Regions from separate parts of the Mus musculus genome. Here region 2 is linked to region 1. The links are chromatin contacts, called in public Hi-C maps. All regions are on one chromosome and are shown on one strand. The core of a region is the stretch at or near the end of the contact, and the rest is flanking DNA. Distances in the headings are between cores, read along the strand shown. Region 1 holds the start of Chadl (chondroadherin-like). Region 2 overlaps Zc3h7b (zinc finger CCCH type containing 7B).

What was found. A called contact is a pair of places that touch in the nucleus more often than the background predicts.
Region 2: a Hi-C map of the G1E-ER4 cell line shows a contact between it and region 1, with 1.5 times the contacts expected there. The contact joins the enhancer-like site here to the promoter of Chadl in region 1. A contact is called at or near these places in 2 of 39 promoter capture datasets (embryonic stem cells and liver), 16 of 484 Hi-C or Micro-C datasets (the AML12 cell line, B cells, the Ba/F3 cell line and 11 more), 1 of 115 datasets of contacts at active chromatin or transcription factors (embryonic stem cells) and 4 of 9 other capture datasets (adipose tissue, embryonic stem cells, liver and 1 more).

The regions. Positions count from the first base shown.
Region 1 is chr15:81,693,146-81,699,670 of GRCm38.p6, forward strand. Chadl (chondroadherin-like) reads right to left here and starts at 4,142. Exons shown (of 6, transcript NM_001164320.1): 1 at 4,084-4,142; 2 at 2,705-2,879; 3 at 389-2,098; 4 at 1-8. The coding sequence starts at 4,091.
Region 2 is chr15:81,775,733-81,782,233 of GRCm38.p6, forward strand. Zc3h7b (zinc finger CCCH type containing 7B) reads left to right here. Exons shown (of 23, transcript NM_001081016.2): 8 at 74-116; 9 at 546-739; 10 at 1,049-1,370; 11 at 2,141-2,199; 12 at 2,878-2,977; 13 at 3,377-3,538; 14 at 4,672-4,877; 15 at 6,227-6,327. Among named protein-coding and RNA genes, the nearest start is that of Gm17597, 24 kb to the right of the region's middle. Within about 2 kb of position 1,904, at least 24 of the 459 cell types and tissues checked have an H3K27ac peak or open chromatin away from gene starts, as enhancers often do. A contact at or near this core is called in B cells, the G1E-ER4 cell line, female germline stem cells and 1 more, where this site is marked.

The DNA of each region.
Region 1 (6,525 bases), core at 2,892-5,391:
GGAGAAATCTGCAAGGAAGAGCCCAGTCCTGTGGTGAGCCTCCACCGCAGGGTTGGGCTGTGCCAGGAGAGAGATGGAAGGCCCAAGGTGGTCTACGGTGGAGGGGTAGTCCGGAGGTTAGAACCCAGGTTGATCTTATTCCAAGTCACACAATGCCCAGGTTCTTTCAGTTAGGCCGGAACCCCACCCTTATGACGGCCAAGACTCTTAAGAGCAGGTAACTGCTCAGACTCAAGTTCTCCCATGCCTCTAGCTGCACCTGAACTCCTTAAGGGCTGAGGGGGACGTTTGGATTATCTTAGCGTTCTCATGCCCTGCCTTAAATGCTTGCCGAAGGAATGCCTCCTAGGGACGCGTGCTTGCTGCCTGCACATCAGCCAGCACCCACCTGCTCCAGGTCACTGCTATTCAGGAAGAGCTGCTGCAGCGACCGCCCCACGGGCTGAAAGGCGCCGTCTGGAAGAGCCCGGAGCGGGTTCCCCGAGAGCTGCAGCTCCTTGAGCGCCGGCAGCCCCTCCAAGGCTCCAGTCGGCACCTCTCGCAGCCGGTTTCTGTCGAGGTGCAGCTTCTCCAGCTCCCGCGCTGGACCGAGCGCCCCGGGTGAAACCTGGGTGATGTGATTGCCACTCAGGTAAAGGCAGCGCAAAGCCCGCGCTCCTGCCAGATCCCCGGGCGCCAGGCGGTCCACCGCGTTGTCCTGGAGGTGTAGCGAGACAAGGGTGGGTAGGGCCCGCAGAGCGGTCCCCGGGATCCTCAGGAAGCGGTTGTGCTCCAGGTACAGGTAGCCCAGGTTGGGGGCCCCTTCGAGGGCGGCGGCGCTCAGGCCCGAGAGCTGGTTGTGGGAGAGGTAGAGATAGAGCAGGCGGTCCAGGCCGGCCAAGGCGCCGGGCTCCAGCTCCGCGACGCCGCAGTGCTGCAGGTGCAGCGACACCAAGTGGCGCAAGCCCGGGAAGGCCGCGCGGGGCACCGAGGGGAAGTGGTTGCGCCTCAGGTCCAGGAGCTGGGTGTCGTTGGGGAAGCCGCGGGGCACGGCCTGCAGGCCGCGGCCGTCGCAAGTGCTGTGCCGGGTCTCGGCGACGCACGCGCAGGCTGGAGGGCAGGGCGTGGCCCACGCGGCCTCTCCGTGCGGGGAGCGAAGAGGAGGAGCGCGGGGACCGGCCGGCCGGTCCTCGTCCTCGTCCCCATCCCCGTCCCCCGCCGCCGCGTCGCCCGGGCAGCGCAGGTCAGAGGGCCGCAGCGTATCCAGGGCCTCGCCTCGCAGGCGCCGCGGGCCCCGGCACGCGCCATCCGAGCGCACCCGAGCGCGCACCAGCCACTCGAGCAGGGGCCGTGCGTGGCAGGCGCACCACAGCGGGTTGCCCTGCAGCCGCAGGCGGCGCAGCTGGCCGGGGACCTGTAGCGGGGGCAGGGTGGTGAGCTGGTTCCCGCGGAGGTCGAGGGTGTGCAGGCGCGGGCAGTGGGCGAAGGCCCGGGGCCCCAGGGCCTGCAGGGACCCGTGGTCCAGTGCGAGCTCCCGCAGGCCGGGCAGCGCCAGGCCGTCCTCCTCTCCCGTGTAGGTGAGCGGGTTGTGACCCAGCTCCAGCCGCGCCAGGCTGCGGGCCTGGGACAGGGCGGCCCCGGGCAGGGCCTGCAGCTCGTTGTGGTGCAGGCTGAGACGGCGCAGCGCCGGCAGGCCGGCCAGAGCCTCGGGGGCCAGGACGCTGAGCGCATTGTGAGACAGCTGCAGCCAGCGGGTGCGCAGCAGCCCCTGGAAGGCCATGGCGGGCAGGTAGACCAGGGCGTTGTGGGCCAAGTTGAGAGTGGTCAGCGAGCCCAGGGCGCCGAAGGTCCCCGGGCGCAGCTCCTCCAACATGTTCCCCTCCAGCTCCAGGCGCCTCAGCGAGCCCAGCCCGTCCAGCGCCTCCTGGGGCAGGGTGCTCAGGCGGTTGGAAGCCAGGTTGAGGAGGAGCAGGCGACCCAGGCCACGGAAGGCACCCTCGGCCACCATCTCCACCTGACAGTTCCGCAGGTCCAGATGCGTGAGGTGGGGCAGGTCCTGGAAGGCCGCTGCAGGGAGGACCTTCAGTATATTGCCCTGGAGGTCCAGCCTCTGGGTCAGCTGGGGACAGGAGAGGGGAAGGGAGAATGAGCCACATGGGCACTCGAGCCTTGGCCTCTCCCCATCATCTTTCCGAGTCTCTTTAGCCACAGAGCAGCCCTTACTGTGATCCGTTTCTTCTTGCCTTACTTACCCATTAGTTCATAACACCACCGGGCAAAAAAGTTTCTTATCCAGACACCCCCCGCCCCAGTTCACCCCAGGACCTGACACAAATACATTATTATTTGCAGGTCATCTAGGTATCTCAGCCACACGAAAAGGATTTTAAATAAATTATACTGCTATTGGCTTGTTTAGTTTATTTTTGTTGTTGCTATTTGTTGTAAACCTGGGTCTGGTTAGCTTGGACCTCACTCTGTAGACCAGGCTGGTCTTGAACTCAGAGACCTGCCTGCCTCTGCCTCCTGAGTCCTGGGGTTAAAGGTGTGTGTGTCATTGGATTTGGCCCTCACTGGTTATTTTTCTTCCCATTCAGACCTAGATAACCCAGGCTCAAGAAGCAGGAACCAGCCAGCCAGTGGTAGAGCCATTGGTGTAGCCCAGGCTCCTGCCACTCTTTCTTGCCACACTGCCAACCCATGCCAGGATTTTCCCTCTCCTGACCTCAGGGATGGTGTTTGGCACCTCGGTGAGGTTCTGGTGCCGGCAGGTAACATGCCGTCTTGAGTTGTCGCAGACACAGGTCTGTGGGCATCGCTGGGCAGCTACGTGCCAGGCTGGGCTCTGGAGCAACACCATGAACAGCAACAGCATAAAGACCCAGATGGAGCTCTGGGGCCTGGGAGAGAAGGGAGGAAGGGGCGGGGGAGAGAGAGAGACAGAGAGAAACAGACAGAGTGCTGCTGTCCATGGGGAACACCAATGCTAGTGGGCACTGAACCCCTGACCCAGGACAGCCCACTCCGGACTCAGGCCTTCATTCTCTGGGCACAGGAAAGTGCTACGGCTTGGTTCTCTTCCCTCACGTCATATGGGGGGAGGGAAGAGGAGCTTCTGTTATCAGCCCTGGTTTGGCAGCAGGAGGGAAGGCCCAGACCTAGCCCAGGTTTTAGGGTGGACTAGGAGGTCCAGATGCTGAAGAGCCTGAGAGATGCTGTCTCGGTAAAGCAGGCAGCCCAAGCCTCTGTGCCTGCTTCCCCTTTGTCCTCGTGTTACCTGAGTCCACACAGCTGACTGGCCTGTGACAGGGGAACTGAGGGCCTGAGTTATGTACTACGGGGGAGGTGGCAAGGTAGGTCTCATGTCTATTTATTGATGCACCCACCTACCTGTCCATCTCTCCACCTTGCAACTCCAGCCACTTGCCCATTTCTTCTTAGGGATGATTGTTGCCACCATGGCTCTCCTGGCCTCTTCCCACCCCTGTTCCACCCAACAGCCAGAGGGAATTTTCCAGAAACCTCCCTAGTGTCTCGCTGTCCCTGTGAGTGAAAAGTCCCAAATTCCTGGTGCCTCAAGAAGAATGTCTAGATTCTCCAACACACACCTTGAGTGGCACCACTGTTCAAACCGAGCAGCAGCGAATTCACTCAGCTCCCCCTGGTATATGCTTGGGTCGCAGGTAAGTTCTGAGCTGCCTTCCCTGATCCCACGGACCTCCCTGTAGTTGCTCCCAGGATTGTTACTGTCTGGCTTTGTCTCCTTTTAGTCCCAGAAGTCACCCCTTTCTCAGCGCTGACGGCCTTCTCTAGATTCTGGCTTGAGGGTCAGGGTAGGAAGGAGGCCTATTAGGCTGATAACTGAAGAGGAAAAAGGTTCAGGGCGAAGAGGACTGCCACAGATCCCACTTCATAAGGCTACAAAGCACTACCCCCACAGGATGCACAGGCACAGCTACCTCTGGGGTTGGTTTAGGGGCCACCTCTGGGGAACCTCAGGTACAGGAGGATCCCGTGGCTCCATAGCTGGCCTCTCAGAGGCACAAGCAGATAACTGACCCTCTCTAGCCATCTAGTTCTAACTCCCTGGGCCCCAAAACTCACCTCTCCATGCCGACTGGAACTGCCAGCCTTGTCTGGAGGCCCCACACAAGGGAAAGACCAGGGACAGTCCTTGCCTGGCCACCGGCAGTACCCACCCCCCTTTGCCCATGGGCTTGGCAGCCAGGACCGAGCTGAATGGGAAGCATTGTAAGCAGCCCAGCCGAGCTGGGGCTTCCCCAGCCTGTGGGCAGGGGGTGGGAGCAGAGGCTGGAGTTACAGGCTGCCATTGCAGCACAGGCTTAACAACGTGGCTCAGGCCTGAGTCCTTGGACTGGCCGGTGGGCATGGGTGGCGATGGAGATGGGGGGGGTGGTGTCTGGAGGAGCCTTTTGGTGGGTGAGCATCACTGGGCTCCTGTGGACTCCGCGCGACCCTAGGAAGAACTATTCAGCAACTGAAAGTTAAAAGCTAGCTCAGGAGGTTGCTGCAGGAGTTAAGGTAGGAGCCTGGAACCCAGGCACAGGGGAGCCCTTAACTCCTTCCTTTCCGTGAGCTTATGCACTCACACACACTGAAGCTGCTACACACACATAAATCTGTATCCTGCAACTATTCTCCTTCTCATGTGAACGTATTATTGAGGATATCCAAATTGGTGCCTAGCGTTATATCCACTTTCTAATGGATTATATGGTGTTTCATTCTATAAACAGACCTAAGGCGTAAACCAGGTGGTTGTGTACACCTTAGGAGATGGAACTAGAAGGGTTAAAGAACATACCAGACTTACCGGTTCATCTGAGATATTTTACATTTTTTTAGTTTTTTTTTTTTTTTAACTTTATATGTGAGTGGTCTATATGTGTAGAGTGCATTGAAGCATGGCTGGTACCCATAGAGACCAGAAGAGGGCGCCAGAGCCTCCAAAGTAGAATCACAGATATGTCAACCTCCATGTGAGGGATTTGAACCCAGGTCCTCTACAATGAGCCCCCTGTCTAGTCCTGTCTTAGATATTTTTACAGCTCCTCTTCTCCCCTCCCCTTTTTTCTGTTAGTGGAGTTAGAAATTCAAGGCCAGACTTTGGCTACATAGAAAGTTAAAGGCCAGCCTGGGATCACTGAAACCTTGTCCTGAAAATAAAAGGTAGCCGGGCGTGGTGGCACAGGCCTTTAATCCCAGCATTCGGGAGGCAGAGGCAGGCGGATTTCTGAGTTCGAGGCCAGCCTGGTCTACAAAGTGAGTTCCAGACAGCCAGGGCTACACAGAGAAACCCTGTCTCGGAAAAAAAAAAAAAAAGAAAGAAAAAGAAAAAGAAAAGGTGTATTTAAGCATGCATCTCTGGAGGATATATATGTATATATTTCAAAACTTCCAAGGCTGGATATGGTAGTACACACCTTTAGTTCCAGGAACTAACAACCAGACACAGCTACATAGTGTGACACTGTCTAAAAAACAAACCAACCCACAGACACTCTGCATCAAGAGACAGCACAGCTGGATCCCAGCAGACACTCACATACATTTCAGACCCGTGGTTCTGGTGCATGGCAGCTTTCAGTTTTCAGTGTTGTGTAATCCTGGTGTTGTGTAATCCTGGGTGGATTCAAAGTTGCTATGCATCTGAGATGGCTCTTGTCTCTGGCTCCAGCTTTGAAGTGCTGGGACAAAAGGTATGTGCCATCACCACTGAGATACGTAGTTGGTTGGTTGGTTTATTTATTTATTTAGGTTTTTGAGACAGGGTTTCTCTGTATAGCCTTGGCTGTCCTGGAACTCACTCTGTAGACCAGGCTGGTCTTGAACTCAGAAATCTGCCTGTCTCTGCCTCCCAAGTGCTGGGATTAAGGGCGTGCGCCACCACTGCCCAGCATGCCTGGGTGTATTTTAAGAATGTCTCACATAGCCCAGGCTAGCCTTCAATACACTGTAGCCAAGGAGTACTCAGAACACAAGATCCTCATCCTTTGACTCACAACGACTGGGATAAAAGGTGTATGCCTATCTCAAGGCCAGGGGGCAGGGATGTAAAAAACTAAGCCTTTCCTATTGCTACAAAATATCCAATGTATGGATGAATATACCACAAACATACTAAATGTAAGTGAGCTTAACTACTCATCTCCTCCACCTCCGTTTTATATCCAACGGAAGTCCCGTCGGCTCTGTGGCAGAGGACCTCCCTTGTATGAGCGGCTTTGCTTTGTTCAGCTTAGTCCTCTGGCGGATGCGACACTGGGTTGCTTCTACCTCTTGATTCTAGCCTGAGAATAGATCTAAAGAACTAGTGCACAGTGTTCATTTGTATCTTTGCTTTCATTTCTATGGAGTATAAGCCGGTAGTACAGCTGTTGATGAAGGGCAATCCTACGGCAATTCATTAGAATAGCTTAAAATTCATTTCTCTTGAAAAGTACGTGTGCTCTCTGGTCCAAACAATGAGTGCCATTCCATTCTTCTCTCTTCCGCTTCCTCCTCCTCCTCTTCTCCTTCTTCCTC
Region 2 (6,501 bases), core at 654-3,153, 80 kb after region 1:
CCCCAGTGAGTGGCCCTCAGTGTACCCTGGTGGAAATGTGAGGCCATTCCACCCTACATCTTTCCTCTCACAGGGAACTTCTAACGGATTGGGATCTATAGATGACATCGAAACAGGTATGTCTCAGCTGTGTGGGGTGAGACACCGGGAGGGCTTCCCTGAGGCAGGCCAGGAACGAGCACGGCTTCCTCCTCAGCTTGTCTCCGTCCTTCATTCATGCCTGTCCGTGTCGGACACCTTGTGTTAGAACCCTCACTTCCTACTTCCTTTTCTCTGCTCGAGTAATAAGTGCTTGAAGAAGGCACTGCTGGTCCCAGAGAAAGGTGACATTGGTGGGTATTTGAGGAGTGCCAAGGCAATCAGAACCCTTCCACAGCTTCAGGCTGTCTTTCCTCCTTGACTACCTCTGAGCCATTGCCCCTGGGGCAGGGAATAGGGAACCCAGATCCTTGTGGAATGGGAAGAAGGGAAGGCGTTAGCTTAGTGACTGGGCAACACCCCCACCACACGGGCTCCTTTCAGCTCTGAGCTCACTCCCTCCACAGACTGCTACGTGGATCTCCGAGGCTCCCCAGCCCTGCTCCCCTCCACTCCCACGATGCCCCTGTTCCCTCATGTTCTGGACCTCCTGGCCCCACTGGATGGCAGCAGCAGGACACTCCCCGGCACCGAGGGCCTAGATGACTTCTCAGATGGGGATGTGTTTGGTCCAGAACTGGACACCCTCCTGGACTCTCTGGTGAGCCATGCTGCCGACTTCTTGTTCTGTCCCTTGAAGCCCCTCACTTAGAACCCCACAGTCTCATGAAGAGGCAAGGGGAGGGCGCCGTCTTCACGTCTCAGTTGGGAGAATGGGTGGCCCTGGGATGGAGGGTCTTGCTGGAGCCTACAGAGCAGATCCCAGAGAGATCAAGCAGAGCCCCACTTCCTCTTCATGAGCAGTCACTGTCAGGCTCTGGAGGAGTAACTGCTTCCTGGAATGTCATACCCACACGGGGTTGGGTGGTTATGTTCTCGTCTGACCCCTGGCTCTGTCCCCACTTTGCAGTCTCTGGTCCAGGGTGGCCTGCCTGGCAGTGGTATGCCTAGTGAGCTGCCTCAGCTGATCCCCGTGTTTCCTGGTGGGACCCCACTCTTGCCACCTGTGGTGGGTGGCTCCATCCCCGTGTCCAGCCCACTGCCTCCTGCCTCCTTTGGCCTTGTCATGGACCCCTCCAGGAAGCTGGCTGCTTCTGTGCTGGATGCCCTTGACTCTCCAGGGCCCACGCTGGACCCCCTGGATCTGTTACCATACTCTGAGGCTCGGCTGGGTGCCCTTGACAGCTTTGGGTCAGCCCGAGGCTCCCTGGACAAGCCGGACTCCTTCCTAGGTGAGGCCTTGGTTGGGTACTTTGTCTATCTTCTCCCTTGACAGCGCTGCTCTGTTCTCTCATCTCTGAAGCTCTGCATCTCCACAGCACATGCCCATATGTCTATCACAGCCCAGGGCAATACATGCTGTCTTATCTCTGCTGTGCTCAGCACTTCCTGAGCTTGAGCCCCGGGCTGGATGTCTCACTCTAGATCAAACAGTAGAGCTATGTTAATGATTCTATCTGGTGCTGTGTCCGGCCCTCCAGAGCCCTGGACCTCCAGACTCAGGTCCTATGCAGATTATCCAGATACAAGGTCATGAGCTACAATAGCCCTTCTCTGTGCTGGGAACCAGGGACATAGCCATTGACCAGGCCTTGATAGGGTTGACTTTTAGAGGTCAGAGATAGACTAGGGCACTCAAGACTGAGGGACCTGTGTGATGGCATAGGTCGACAGGAAGCAGGGCTTCCTTCTGGGGGACCTGATGGCTCAGAGGCATAGAGTCAGTGTGGTAGAGGATCTGGGTCTGGCTGACAGCTAGAGCGGAAGTTCCTCGGGGAGTGTGAGTGAGCTACGGTCTCACTGACCCAACCTTCCTCCCATAGACAACAGGAAGCCACAAAAGGCATAATGAGCAAGGGTAGACATGTTAGAGCCTCTTTGCTTCAGGGCTGTTGACCATGAGAATAGGAGAGTGAGCCCATGAAACTTCTCTGAGGTAGAAATTACAGGGGCATCCCCTCCGTGCTGGGGACCATAACCCTTGCGTCTTCTCCTTTCCTAGAAGAGACCAGCTCGCAGGACCACCGACCCCCAAGCAGTACTCAGAAGCCAGCCCCCTCGGTGAGTGACTTGAGCGGGGCTCCCAGATCGGACCTCTTATTCATCCGATGGTTACGCGCCCCAGATTGGGGGTGAGCTGAGCTCTCTGTATTGGTGAGATGCTACATTCTTCAAGAGGGGCACCTGCAGAGTGGCCCTTGTGCTGGAGAACACAGTTGGGGTACTCCTTATCTCAAGGCTCAGCAGCCATAAGTGATACCGTGTCTCTGCTCTCCACGCTCTGCCTGTTCTGGGTTCAGAAGAGCATTGGACCACAAGTGAGCAGCATGTATGCATACTTCAGCTTAGATACTAGCTGTGTGGGCCCTAGACAATCATTGGCTCTCCCTGAGCCTTTTCCTCTGTCTGTTGATGACCGGGCCACTTCCACGAGAGCAGTAGGTCCTTAAGCAGGCCCACTGCCATTTCTCTGCTTTAATTCAAGGAAACATTCTGGAGCCAAGATGGCGTCTACTCACTGTCCAGGGTCTTCTGAGGCAGGTCATGATGTTTTGGGCTCTTACATTACAATACAAGGCCTGGGAAGATGTAGAAGAGGGTCCTAGGCTACTGTTCTGATACTGGGTAGGACATATTGGAGCAGGGATCAAAAGACATACCTAGTCTCACTGCTTTGGCTGACCCTGGTGGTCCCAGGTACCCTCAGGGCCAAACATGGCCAATGTCTCCCTATTGTAGCCGGAGCCCTCAATGCCCAACACCACCCTGCTCATCAAGAACCCTCTGGCTGCCACCCACGAGTTCAAGCAGGCCTGCCAGTTGTGCTACCCCAAAACAGGTAATTTCACATCTGCAGCAGCACCCCTCTGCCCTGGAAATGCCGGGACTCTCAGGAGTGGGGAGGCCACTAACATTACTGTGTGCTAGTGGGAAATGCCTGGAGGAAGACAAGGCCCCCCCTGCAGGAAATGAAGGGGTGGGCCCTGATTGGGACCGGCCTTCTCTCTGCAAAGTGTTGTCTTCACAATCCCAGAAACGCTGACTTGGGCAGACTCACCAGTAAGTAGGTCCAGGACTGTTAGGGAAGTCACGTGGTGGGAACGTTCCCGGGAGGGCTTCTCCAAGCCCTCTCTTTCCCCCTGCAAGCACATGCCAGGAGATAGGATGGGAGCTTCAGAGACCCAGATGAGGGCACGTGGGTTTTCTGGATTCACACCCCTGTGTACCCTGCCGACAGGCCCCAGGGCTGGCGACTATACCTACCGTGAGGGCCTCGAGCACAAGTGCAGAAGGGACGTCCTCCTCGGCCGCCTCCGGAGTTCCGAGAACCAGATCTGGAAGCGCATCCGGCCGCGGCCCACCAAAACCAGCTTTGTGGGCTCCTACTACCTGTGCAAAGGTGGGTGGACCACAGTGGGGCTGGCTGGTGCCAGCTGGGTCCAGCTCCTCCCAGACCTACTGCAGTGACCATAGGGGAGATGAGAAAGCTCTAGTGAAGCCCAAGTCCCATAGGAAAGCAAGCATCTCTCTTGACTTTGTCTGAAGACGGAGGTCATTCAGGATATGCTATGGCGCTGGAGCCATCTGGTGGCCTGCACCATCGCATGTGAGGGTCCCACGGTTCGTACAGCCAGGTTCATACCCTGCAGGATTCCAGAAGGGATGGGTAGAGTCCCGGAGAGCACACGGGAAAGGCTTGCAGACCACAGTTGTTTTTAATGAGTACATTCTCTTCCTTGCCCTCATTTCTGCCTCACAGAAATCTGGTCAGTTCCAAACATACGTTTTTGGTGTTCTTCAGTTTCCCTGAACAGTCATGAAGCACATCTGTACTTCAGCCCTTCTTTGCACTTACCCCCAAACATCTGCAAGTGACCTTTTGGTACTTAGCATCCACCCCAGGCTCCTTTGCCCTCTCACCCGCCTCATGGCAACTACCCACACAGTCCTTCCAGACCATTCAGTGTCCTCCCTGAAGCCCTGTCCATGGCTGGTGGCATGAAGAAGGCCAGTGTATGCCCACAGCCACATCTCCACCCTAACTGCTCCACAGGCACACTCGCACTCCCCCACCCCCATGACACATGCTCTGCCCTTTGAGCCTGGTGGCCCCAGTTTTGGAAGCCATTCCCTGTACCACTCTCCTACCCCTCTGCAGCTGAGGGTGCAGCCACGCCTCCAGCTCCAGTTCAGTGGCCCATGTTCCTGGAACTGATCACCCAGTTATTCACCTCCCCAGTGAATAATCCTACAGACTGCCCCTCTTTATATAGCTGTGTGTATTCTACAAAGGCCTTTGCGCATTGCTTGACCTGTACAGACACTGGGGTCCCAGGGTGGGGTGGGGTTTGGAGGGTGTTGAGCCTTCCACACTGGGGCCTGGTAATTAGGAAAAGGATCCATCTTGGACATTGGCAGCCACCAGTGCTCTGCACTGGTGGGTTCGCTCCCTGCTGACCACAGTGAGATCACAGGGTGCTGTGGGCTGCCTCCCTCACGTGGTAGAACGTGTGTCTTATTGCCTCTTTGTAGACATGATTAACAAGCAAGACTGTAAGTACGGGGATAACTGCACCTTCGCCTACCATCAGGAGGAGATCGATGTGTGGACAGAGGAGCGGAAGGGCACACTCAACCGGGACCTGCTCTTTGACCCTCTAGGGGGTGTCAAGCGTGGCAGCCTCACCATTGCCAAGCTCCTGAAGGAGCACCAGGGCATCTTCACCTTCCTCTGTGAGGTACCTGCCTGCCCAGCCCGTTCATCAGACCACCATGGTCCCCAGCACAGTCAGGAGCCATTAGCCCTGGAACCTGTGGGTGTGGTGAGGTGTGGCCGGAAAATCACCAGTTAGGTCCTGGGGATCATGGTGGAACCCAGATCCTGTCTGGCTTCTCATTTTACAAATGTGAAAGTTGAGGCTAGGAGACAGCAATAACCATCCGGTTTGTTCTTCCTTGGGAGCCCGGAATGTGCAGGATTTAGGCTTTTAACCCATACTTTCTGGGCAGCCCCAGTTCACAGATACTGTCCTGGTTCACTGGTGGTGCTAGGAATTGAGGTAGGTCTTGCCTGGGTCAACCTGAGCCACGCACCCCAGAGCCGAAGGCCACCTCCTGCACAGCACTGGCGATCTTTAGGGCCAAGCTGACTTAGAATCTTGTCCAGTGTCATCCCCGAATCCCATATCGTGGCTATGACAAATTTAGCCTAGCTCAGATGTCTAGAGAAAGATGTCTATGGCTAGCCTTTTCACATCTCCCCCAGCATGTTCCAACCTGACTGTGCCTGGTGTTTCCAGCCTGTAACCCAGCTATGCCGTCACACAGTATCCTCCCAAGTTTCTTCATTCCTTTCCTAGGCCAGTTGTGAGTCTGGTAGCTCTGCGGAGATTTCCTGGCTTTGGGTTCTTTTGTCTTTTCAAGGGGCTATTGAGACAGAGTCTCACTATTTAGTCCTGGCTGGCCTGGACTTTGCTGTACAGGCCAGGTTGGCATTGAACTGACAGAGATCCACCTGCCTCTGCTTCTGAGCACTGGAGTTAAAAGGTGTGTGCCACCATGACCACTGGCCTTTCCCAGTCTTGAGAGTACAGTTGGTTCTGTAGCTCCTTGAAGGTGGGAACAGTGACATGGTCATCTCTGAGGAGGAGGGGTTGGTGAGGCCCAGTCTACCCTGATCTGCTGACCTGCTGTCTCCCCTAGGGAGGACTTGGCTCGGGGGTCATAGCTCACAGCCATAAGACAGGAGCTCCTGAGCTCTGTCTTCTCTGTGATTGAGCGGCACAGAGAACCCATGGGATAAAGTAGGTTCATGATCCCAGTTTGCAGTTGAGAAAACCGAGGCTCGGGAGCCATGGAGTAACTCCTGCCCTAGGCACCGGAGTTATGTAATCTGAGATAGGAAGGAGGGAGAGCTGTGGGCCAGAGACCTGAGGTTCACAGAGCCTGGGTCCTCTTCCACATTCCCCCTACCTAGGGCACAGTTTACAGGGACCAGATGTCCTTCCCTAGGTGGCCCTTGGGATTCTAGCCCATCCTCTTCCCGGGTGGCCCAGTCAAGGTCCCGGCCCATCTCCTCCCTGAACAGATCTGCTTCGACAGCAAGCCCCGGATCATCAGCAAAGGGACCAAGGACTCTCCATCTGTCTGCTCCAACCTGGCTGCCAAGCACAGCTTTTACAACAACAAGTGAGTCCTGCAGCTGCGCAGTGGGTGAGACAAGGGAGGGGAGGTCCCTTGAGGGCAGCTTGTCAGACGAGGAACAACGAGACAGAGAATGGTGACACATTCACCTAAAAAGGACAGGAACCAGGGTTGTTGAACACTTCCTGTCTTCCAGTCATTGTCTTGGATATTTAATGG